Regions from separate parts of the Astyanax mexicanus genome. Here region 2 is linked to region 1. Evidence: chromatin contacts called from public Hi-C data. All regions are on one chromosome and are shown on one strand. Each heading gives the region's core, a stretch centred on a gene start, on an enhancer-like site or on the middle of the called end of the contact. The rest is flanking DNA. Distances are from core to core; before and after follow the strand shown.

Evidence for each region. A called contact is a pair of places that touch in the nucleus more often than the background predicts.
Region 2: a Hi-C map of muscle shows a contact between it and region 1, with 7 times the contacts expected there. The contact joins two enhancer-like sites. A contact is called at or near these places in 3 of 3 Hi-C or Micro-C datasets (blood and muscle).

The regions. Positions count from the first base shown.
Region 1 is chr2:12,260,759-12,264,628 of AstMex3_surface, forward strand. No RefSeq gene overlaps it. Among protein-coding and RNA genes, the nearest start is that of wnt7ba, 7.8 kb to the left of the region's middle. Within about 2 kb of position 1,848, the one cell type or tissue checked has an H3K27ac peak away from gene starts, as active enhancers do.
Region 2 is chr2:12,301,844-12,305,814 of AstMex3_surface, forward strand. LOC103028258 (a long non-coding RNA gene) reads left to right here. Exons shown (of 5, transcript XR_452999.4): 5 at 3,245-3,971. Among protein-coding and RNA genes, the nearest start is that of pparaa, 7.5 kb to the right of the region's middle. Within about 2 kb of position 1,473, the one cell type or tissue checked has an H3K27ac peak away from gene starts, as active enhancers do.

The DNA.
Region 1 (3,870 bases), core at 598-3,097:
GTTTTCAATCAGGTAAAATCAGAATAACTCATCATTTTTAAGTGGTCTCATATTTTTCCAGAGCTGTATATCAGTAGAGCATCAACATTATTTTTTTAACTGTTATTTTAAAGAGAAAATGCTAATGTTTATTAAAAGATAAGTGTTTAAAAAAGCTTTCTTTTTCTTTTTTTTTCTTCACCAGAACACCAGAACCAGGCACCTTTCACAAACAGTACTAAAGCCACAGACTTAGTAAGGCCCTGCTTTTGTCAGGCCTATTGTGTGCAGATGGACTACGCAGGTAAACTATGAGGATGAATTAATATTTCTTACATATACAAATATACAGCACAACACTTACTTTGTTATACAGCACAAGTGTAAATGTATATTCAAGAAAAAAAAGTATTTGTACCTTTGTTTCTGAACACATTTATTCAAATTAATAGTTGTGCTTTATTTGAACAGTATTGAGAGATGGAAATAAAAAAAAAATCTAAACATTAGTTTAATGTAAAGAATAAAATTAAATATTTTTTGAGGAAATTGGTAGAACCCCCCTTTGCCCTAATAGCCATTTTTCTCCATTTGGCTGAAATAACCCCAGTTAGGCATCCATCTACCAGTCTTGATCGACCTTGACTAGAAGAAAGTGTTTCCCACTTCTCCTTGCAGAATTCTTTCAGCAGTGTGAATCTTCAGTGTTTGTATGGAAGTTCTCAAAATTTCCTTAAGCAGCCCCTGATACATTGAAGAATGATTAGATGAGTGAAGGATGAGTGGATGATGGAGACCTCACCAGGCTGCTGCAGCAAAGCATCCACAAACCACAGCATGACCACCCCCATGCTTCACAGTAGGTACAGGTAATTGTGCTCAAATGCTTAGTCTGGTTTGCTTTAAACATGTCTTCTGTTACTGTGCCCAAATAGTCGAACTTTGGATTCATCTGTCCAAAGCACATCATTCCTGAAATGTTTCCTGCTTGCACATCTCTCATGACAAATGTAAAAAAGTAAAAGTGCTGTTAGCTTTTAGCATGTCAACGCATGTCAGTAACATGGGACCTTTTTAATGCATATTATTATTATTATTATTCATTTTTTTATTTTACCCTATTTGTATTTCCATTTATATTAAAATCTAAAATACACCTTACACCTGCCTCCACTCTGTGTTCCCCTCTCGCTCTCTCTCTCTCTCTCTCTCTCTCTCTCTCTCTCTCTCTCTCTCTCACTCTCTTTCTCTCTCTTACACACACACACACACACATCGCTGCTGCTTCTGTGAAGCATACGTTTACCATGTTTTCTTCTCCTACTTGCCCTAATCCCCCGTGGAAGTTTTTTGTTTGAGCAGCACGTTTTTGATGCTTCTACCAGTAAATTAAACTGGTGTGCCTCAGTAACTGTTCCAGTAAATGGAGTGAAAGCTGAATAACAATACAATTTGAACCTTTTTTTACAATGTGGTTAAATATTTTGAAATTTAACTGATACTTAAATATGGTTCAGAAAGGACAATCTATGTTTACAGTTAAAAAGATACAGTTTAACAAACATTTTAATATAAAAATTTTCAAATTTTCAAAAGTTTTAGTTTTAAGAATAAAAAAAGTGATTGATAATGATTAATCACAGCAAAAGTGATTAATTAGTTGGATTTTTTTTATCTATCAGCAGCTATAAAGTGCAACTGCTCCTCTCAGAGCGTTCAGGATAAAGAGCAGAAGTGAAGGCCCGGTCCCAGGCTTTGCAGAGACACACACAAAAGCGGGGTGTGGAGTGAACGAGAGACGAGGTGAAAAAGAGAAGTTTGTCATTATGTTGCCCATGTGACGGACGCCCTGTTGGGACAACAGATGTGCGATGATGTCATGCCAGAGGAGGGGTGGGGAGGTGCAGGGCGGGAGAGAGGGAGATGAGGGAGGACAGTGGCTCTGTGCAGAGTTCCTCTTGGCAGAGGGGAGCGAGGGAGAAGGGTTGACTGAGGGCAGGGAGTGGAAGGAGGAAAAGAGGAGTGACTCCCACACTGCCCTGTGCCCCCCTCAACCCCCCGGCCTGCAGAGTGCTCTGCGTTCTCACTTTAACCCCTTCAGCCATGTTATTCTGATATTCAGCTCGAGCCTTATTATGCAGTAACTGGTAGAAATGATGTGGTAACTGATGTACAAAGGGCCTGTGTGTGTGAAAACATTTCAATTCCTCAATTCCTAATTACAGAAGTTATACAGTCATTTTTATAGTTTTTTAAATAGTAGTTTATTTAATATATCCTCTCCTCGCTGTCAAACTAAATTGTTGTATCTGCGAAATCACAACTTTAAAGGAGACAGAAAAAACTTCTTTGTTTTTAATGGAAGTCAGTGCAAAATTATCCATTCAACATGGATTTAGACACAACATAAAACAACTACTGCCAAATTCACATTGTGTCAAAAAAGGGGAAAACAGGAAAAAAGTTTTTTGCATTCCAACAATGATAAGTTAAACAGGTCTATATTCATGTGTAGAAACTTGTATGCCTATTTTCAAATTTCAAGGTTAGTTAAACGGTCCTCTATAGAAAAAAAAATATGTATACATGAAATTTTCAATTTCATAAATTAAACTACCTTGCACAAGCTTGACTTGGACTTAGACTGTGGACGGTACTGTACAAGAGTCAGAGAGCACTCTCTATTTTACTACTTTTCTATTTTATAATTGCCAGTCAAAACAGTCATTAAGGGCAATATTTTTTTAGTTCCAGAAAAGAAGGACAATATTTATAAAAAAAATACACAGAAGTCTCAACAACTATATATAATATTAGGTACAGGCAAGAAATGCAGCTGACGTTCATAGTGTTTCTGAGCATGCATCCTTTCAGGCCTACAGTTACTACAGTTAAAAAAAAGTAAAACAGCACTACAGAATAAGACAAACAAAGCCCATGGAGCAGAGTTTCAAAATGTAAGTAAATTCATGTAAAATAACTCATGTGAGGCATATGTGGGTTTGGACCCTTTGTAGTGATGTCGCCACTCTTTTTATTTGTTCGACCAACAAGCTACGACTGTCCAAAGATGAAATCTTCATAAGACAGTTCACTGAGGACCTGCAGCTTATGCTTTGGGATGCACCTACTGTTTTACTACACTGTCTACAGAGAGATATTTAACACATCCAAAGTTTAGTTGTACATGTTGGAGCATTTTCTGTTTCTCACCATTAAAATAAATCTCAAACATATCTTTTTATTCAGAACTCTAGAGGTATTCTCACACTGGAAGGACAGCTGTGAATGATTCAGATCTGAAGCAAGAGTGCAGCTTGATTCTCTCTCTGCCAAAGGTGAAAGATTTCAGTTAAATTCTAGGTTAATGGGTGCAGTTCTTATGCTATACGAGGTCTACCTTATAATATGGCTTAATTTTTCAGAATATCTCAGAAATATATTTTGAAAAATGTATAATTTACATATGTATATAACTTAACGTATGACAAACAATCTCTTTTGACTGGAGTTAAAAAAAAATCCCAGTACTGTATATACTGACAGTATACTGTAAACCAATAACATAATTCGACCACTTAACCATTATATTTAATTCTTCCTTAATTCAATTATCCATTATTATCCATCTTATAGTGTACTGTTTAGTAATTACTGCAAAATTACTGTAATTGTGTAATTATGAGAGTAAGGCACCGGCCTGCACACTTACATTCAGGATATTGTAGTTTATACCAATACAAGAACTTAATTTTATGAATCACTACAGTAATTACTTAAATAAAAAATAAAGTGAGACTCATATGTGATTTAAGTAGTTGTTATAGTAAAGAACTGTACATTAAACTTAACTTCTTTGATACTTTCAGGTACTTGTTATACTCTTATTTA
Region 2 (3,971 bases), core at 223-2,722, 41 kb after region 1:
ACATATTTCGAAAATACAAAATAACGGTAACCTGAATATTAGCATTACCACATGAACTGCTATGATTTTATTCTTTAAAATATTTTTTTACTCTGAAGGTCAGATTAATAATTAATTAATCATTGATAAGTGATATTTTTTGTTTTGTAAAATGTTGGGGTCTGTTAGAACTGGGTGGCCAACATTTGTATCACAGTATATTTAAACATTTTGATTAATACATGTACTTTTGACTATGATATGAACAATTAAAAAGTTGATGAAAAACTGCCAAAGATGTCCACAGTGGAAGTCTGTAACTACATTTCATTTTATTTCTACAAAATCATATCACTGTTGTTTTAACCGTTTCTCTCGCAACATGTCTATTGATCTACATATATTATTGTATTATATGTATTATTGCCCAGTTTGTTTTAACATATACTCCCATCATCAACATAAAAACCTTTAGTTTGGTGCCTTTAGTGATTAATTGGGCCAAATTATGTACCGTAAAAAAAAGATCCAGTATCACACTGCTGTTACTAAGATGTTGCTGTGTTACGTCAGTGTGCGTATTGGATTTTGAACCAGTCTGAATCCAGTTTGGTGTTTCTGTGTTGCTATGCAGTTTGCCATTGTGGCAACTCATTGGGACTGCTGTTGCTACTAATCAGATGCTTGAACTAGTAGTTTCAGCACCTGCACTGTAATACGTGTAGAGACACTTTGGGGTCTCCTGAAGTGCAGTGGGTTGTCTTATCGTGACTGGCAGATGACAGAGGGAACGAAGTAACTGTTAATTGCTATAATCATGTTATGACTTCTGTCAGGACTGAAGCTTCTGCGACATTTTAACACGTTTTTATATAAAGACTTGTGACTGAACTGGACTTGTTTGGAGATCAACTTTAAAATGTAATTGCTTGTTAAAATCACCTGGCTAGGTTTGTAATGTGTATGTGTATCTGTGTTATTAAAGTGTGTTTGTGCAGATTTCTTTTTTCCTTTTAGATAAGTAGCATAGGAATGTTATTTATTTGTGGTATTTTTTAATTTATTGCTTTTGGTCTTGTGGCTTTGCAACTATTAAGGCTGCAGGCATTTCTGTGGTATGTGTGTTGTGGAAGTATAAGGGCATGACATTATTGTCTTATCTTGCTAATCTGTGGCTGGGTATGTTAAATGTTCAGTCTATCAATTAATGCTGAAGGATCTTTTGTCCTCAGGCAAATAGGACAGAGTCATTTTTAATAGTAATGACTGCGTGTGAATGAAGCATATTATTCAAATAACAGGCGGTGTGGATTTATCGCCAGACTAATACAGTGGGCAACGTGCATCGCTCTCCGTTGTCGCACAACACAACAAATGAACAACTCTCATTATTAGATGTCAAAGAAGTGTCTGGGCTCCTCTCTGTAACAGAAATCAGTTACATGAAAAAGTGAAAGTGACTCCAGCACCCAAAGGTCAAACGGGGATTAAGGGAAACGGTACTCGAGGGCACTGCGGTGAGCTTGCCTGTTCTGCATAAAAGCCCTATTGTCACGGAAACACTCACTGCCCAGAGCACAGGGCTCCAGTCTTAGAAGCAGAACGCCACCTACTGGATACTGATGGTGTTGCACTGGCTCAATCTCCACCAGGCTCCATAGGGTCATATGAACGACGTATTCAGGAAGGACAATGATATATACATCTGACGTGGACACAATGGCCACATTGTAAATATATAGGATTTGCGTGTTTCGGCTAAAAACTTAAAGACGCTGAGGGATATCTCTACAGATACGTCTCTCTGAGGCTGTATAGGCCACCATTTCTCTGCTCCTCTAAGCTTTCTCTCGCTCATATATTCAGGGATTCATCTTACCCCCATTACCACAAATGACCCAGACATGTGCAATGTGTGCCAGTCCTGTGTCTGGCGCTCTGGAGGTCATGGCATAGCACAGCCATGCCATCTAAGGTTACAGTGCTGCGGGTGAGGAGGGGGGTTGGTAGAGGGGTGGAGCAGGCCTTGCCCTGCAGGCCCTGTGTGGGATAAAAGGAGGCTTCGCATTTATCTCTCAGTCTATTAAAAGTACAGCACAAACAGCTCTCGCTATGCCAAACATTGTTAGACACACTGGCTGTGGCTGTATCCAGAGGGAGTGGAGCTCAGCGCCACATTTAACTCCTCTCACTCCGTCAGGTCTTTCAAGGACACTGAGGAGGCCTTATGATTACTCCCACTGCAGTTTGATGTGGATGGATGATTTGACTTGAGGGATGTTGTTCATTCCGACACTTTATTGTAGAGATGGTTGATTTATTTTTTTTAAATGCCCTTTACAGAGGAGGAGTCTGTATGTTTATAGTGCATGATTCAGAATGTACCGCTCCTCCTCCTCCTACCTGCTTTTCCAATAAAAAGCCACAAACAGGTTGTAATATATCTGTTTGCAGTGAGTAATTAATAATTAATAGCAGTATACACATATATATATATACATATGTGGGGGCATTTAATGTTCCATGATCCACATGTCGTATGTGTATGGGGAATATGCAGTGATTTTTGGTAAGTGCTGCCATAATTTTTGTGTGGTAGTTCCTGGTAGCATGTTTGTGTGTGACGTGTATGTGATTGTGTATTTAGCTGTCTGTGCGTGTTTTTGTATTTATGTGTGCATAATGAATGTGTGTGAGTCAGTGCTGCGGTAACAACACACTCTCGTGGGGCCTGTGGTAGTATGACTAGGCTTCGTGTGTGTGTGCCTCCCCCCCTCCGCCTGAGGTAAACCACAATGTAGCCCACACTCTCACTCATACGCACACACACCACTACCTCCTTAGCCTTACCACAGACCTCACGCCAGCTGGCCTCTTATTAATCATACGTGCGTATACACCGTGCGCGTACCTGCCGCTCTGTCTACTGCAGCTCACCTGTGCGCCAGTGCGTCACGCATGTGGGACCTCAAGCCCTGAAGCCTGGTACCCTCAAGCTGGCTCCAGCACAGCGGAACATGCGGGCCAGTGGCAGTGCGATGCAGCCTCCTGGCTGCCCTTAAGGACAGAGGTGCTACGCGATCCTCCTTTAGGCTCACTGAGCAGAACTGTAAACAAGAATGCCATTAATAATGGAGAAAGCTGAAGAAATATCACACCACACAATGCAGCCAAAGAGAGTGAGAGAAAGGGAGTGTCACTACTGTGTTGACTGTGCTACATGTAAATAAATACGTTTACATTGCTCTCTCTTTCTCTTCCACAGATGGCCTGCAGAGAAGCAATGGTTGTTTTGTACACAAAAGCATGGCCCTGATGAAGAGGAGCTCTGATGTGAGGTGGTATTTTTATAGCATTAACGAGGACACCTCAGAAAACTGAGATTTTGTTCACATTATTTCATTGTATTCTCAAGAAAATAACAATGAAGTGTGAGAAAAGTGCTTTTTTCCAATGTGAAATTTGTCACATATGATACTCATTATTTGATGTGTATTAAGCTATGTACAAATCTCATAACAATTACTCAATTTAAGTATGATGTCAGTTTTATTTATCAGTATATCACAATGAATTAATGCCGTTTTTAATGCGCTTTATTAAGTGCGTATATTGTAGCTGTCCAATGAAAAACAAGTAGCTCTTCTTGACTATTTTTACAACATAATTTGAACACACACTGTTCCTTACACTGTGTAAAAATATTTCTAAATGAATGGACCAAGAGAAATTCTCCAGAATGACCTGAAATTATTTATTTGTTACATTAAAAGCTAAGAAGGTTCGATCTTCCTTTTGTAAAATTTCTATTTTGGAGATATGTTTTTCATTGGACAGTGAGAATATGTGCATCCCGGTTTTGCAGGACATGTAGCGTTGTAAACATCTCATTATATATGCCACACATACACTAAATAATTCTTTAAAGTGAAAACGTCACAGTGTATAAATGTGTATTTACACTATTTATGCAGTGTACTGTACATGTGGTA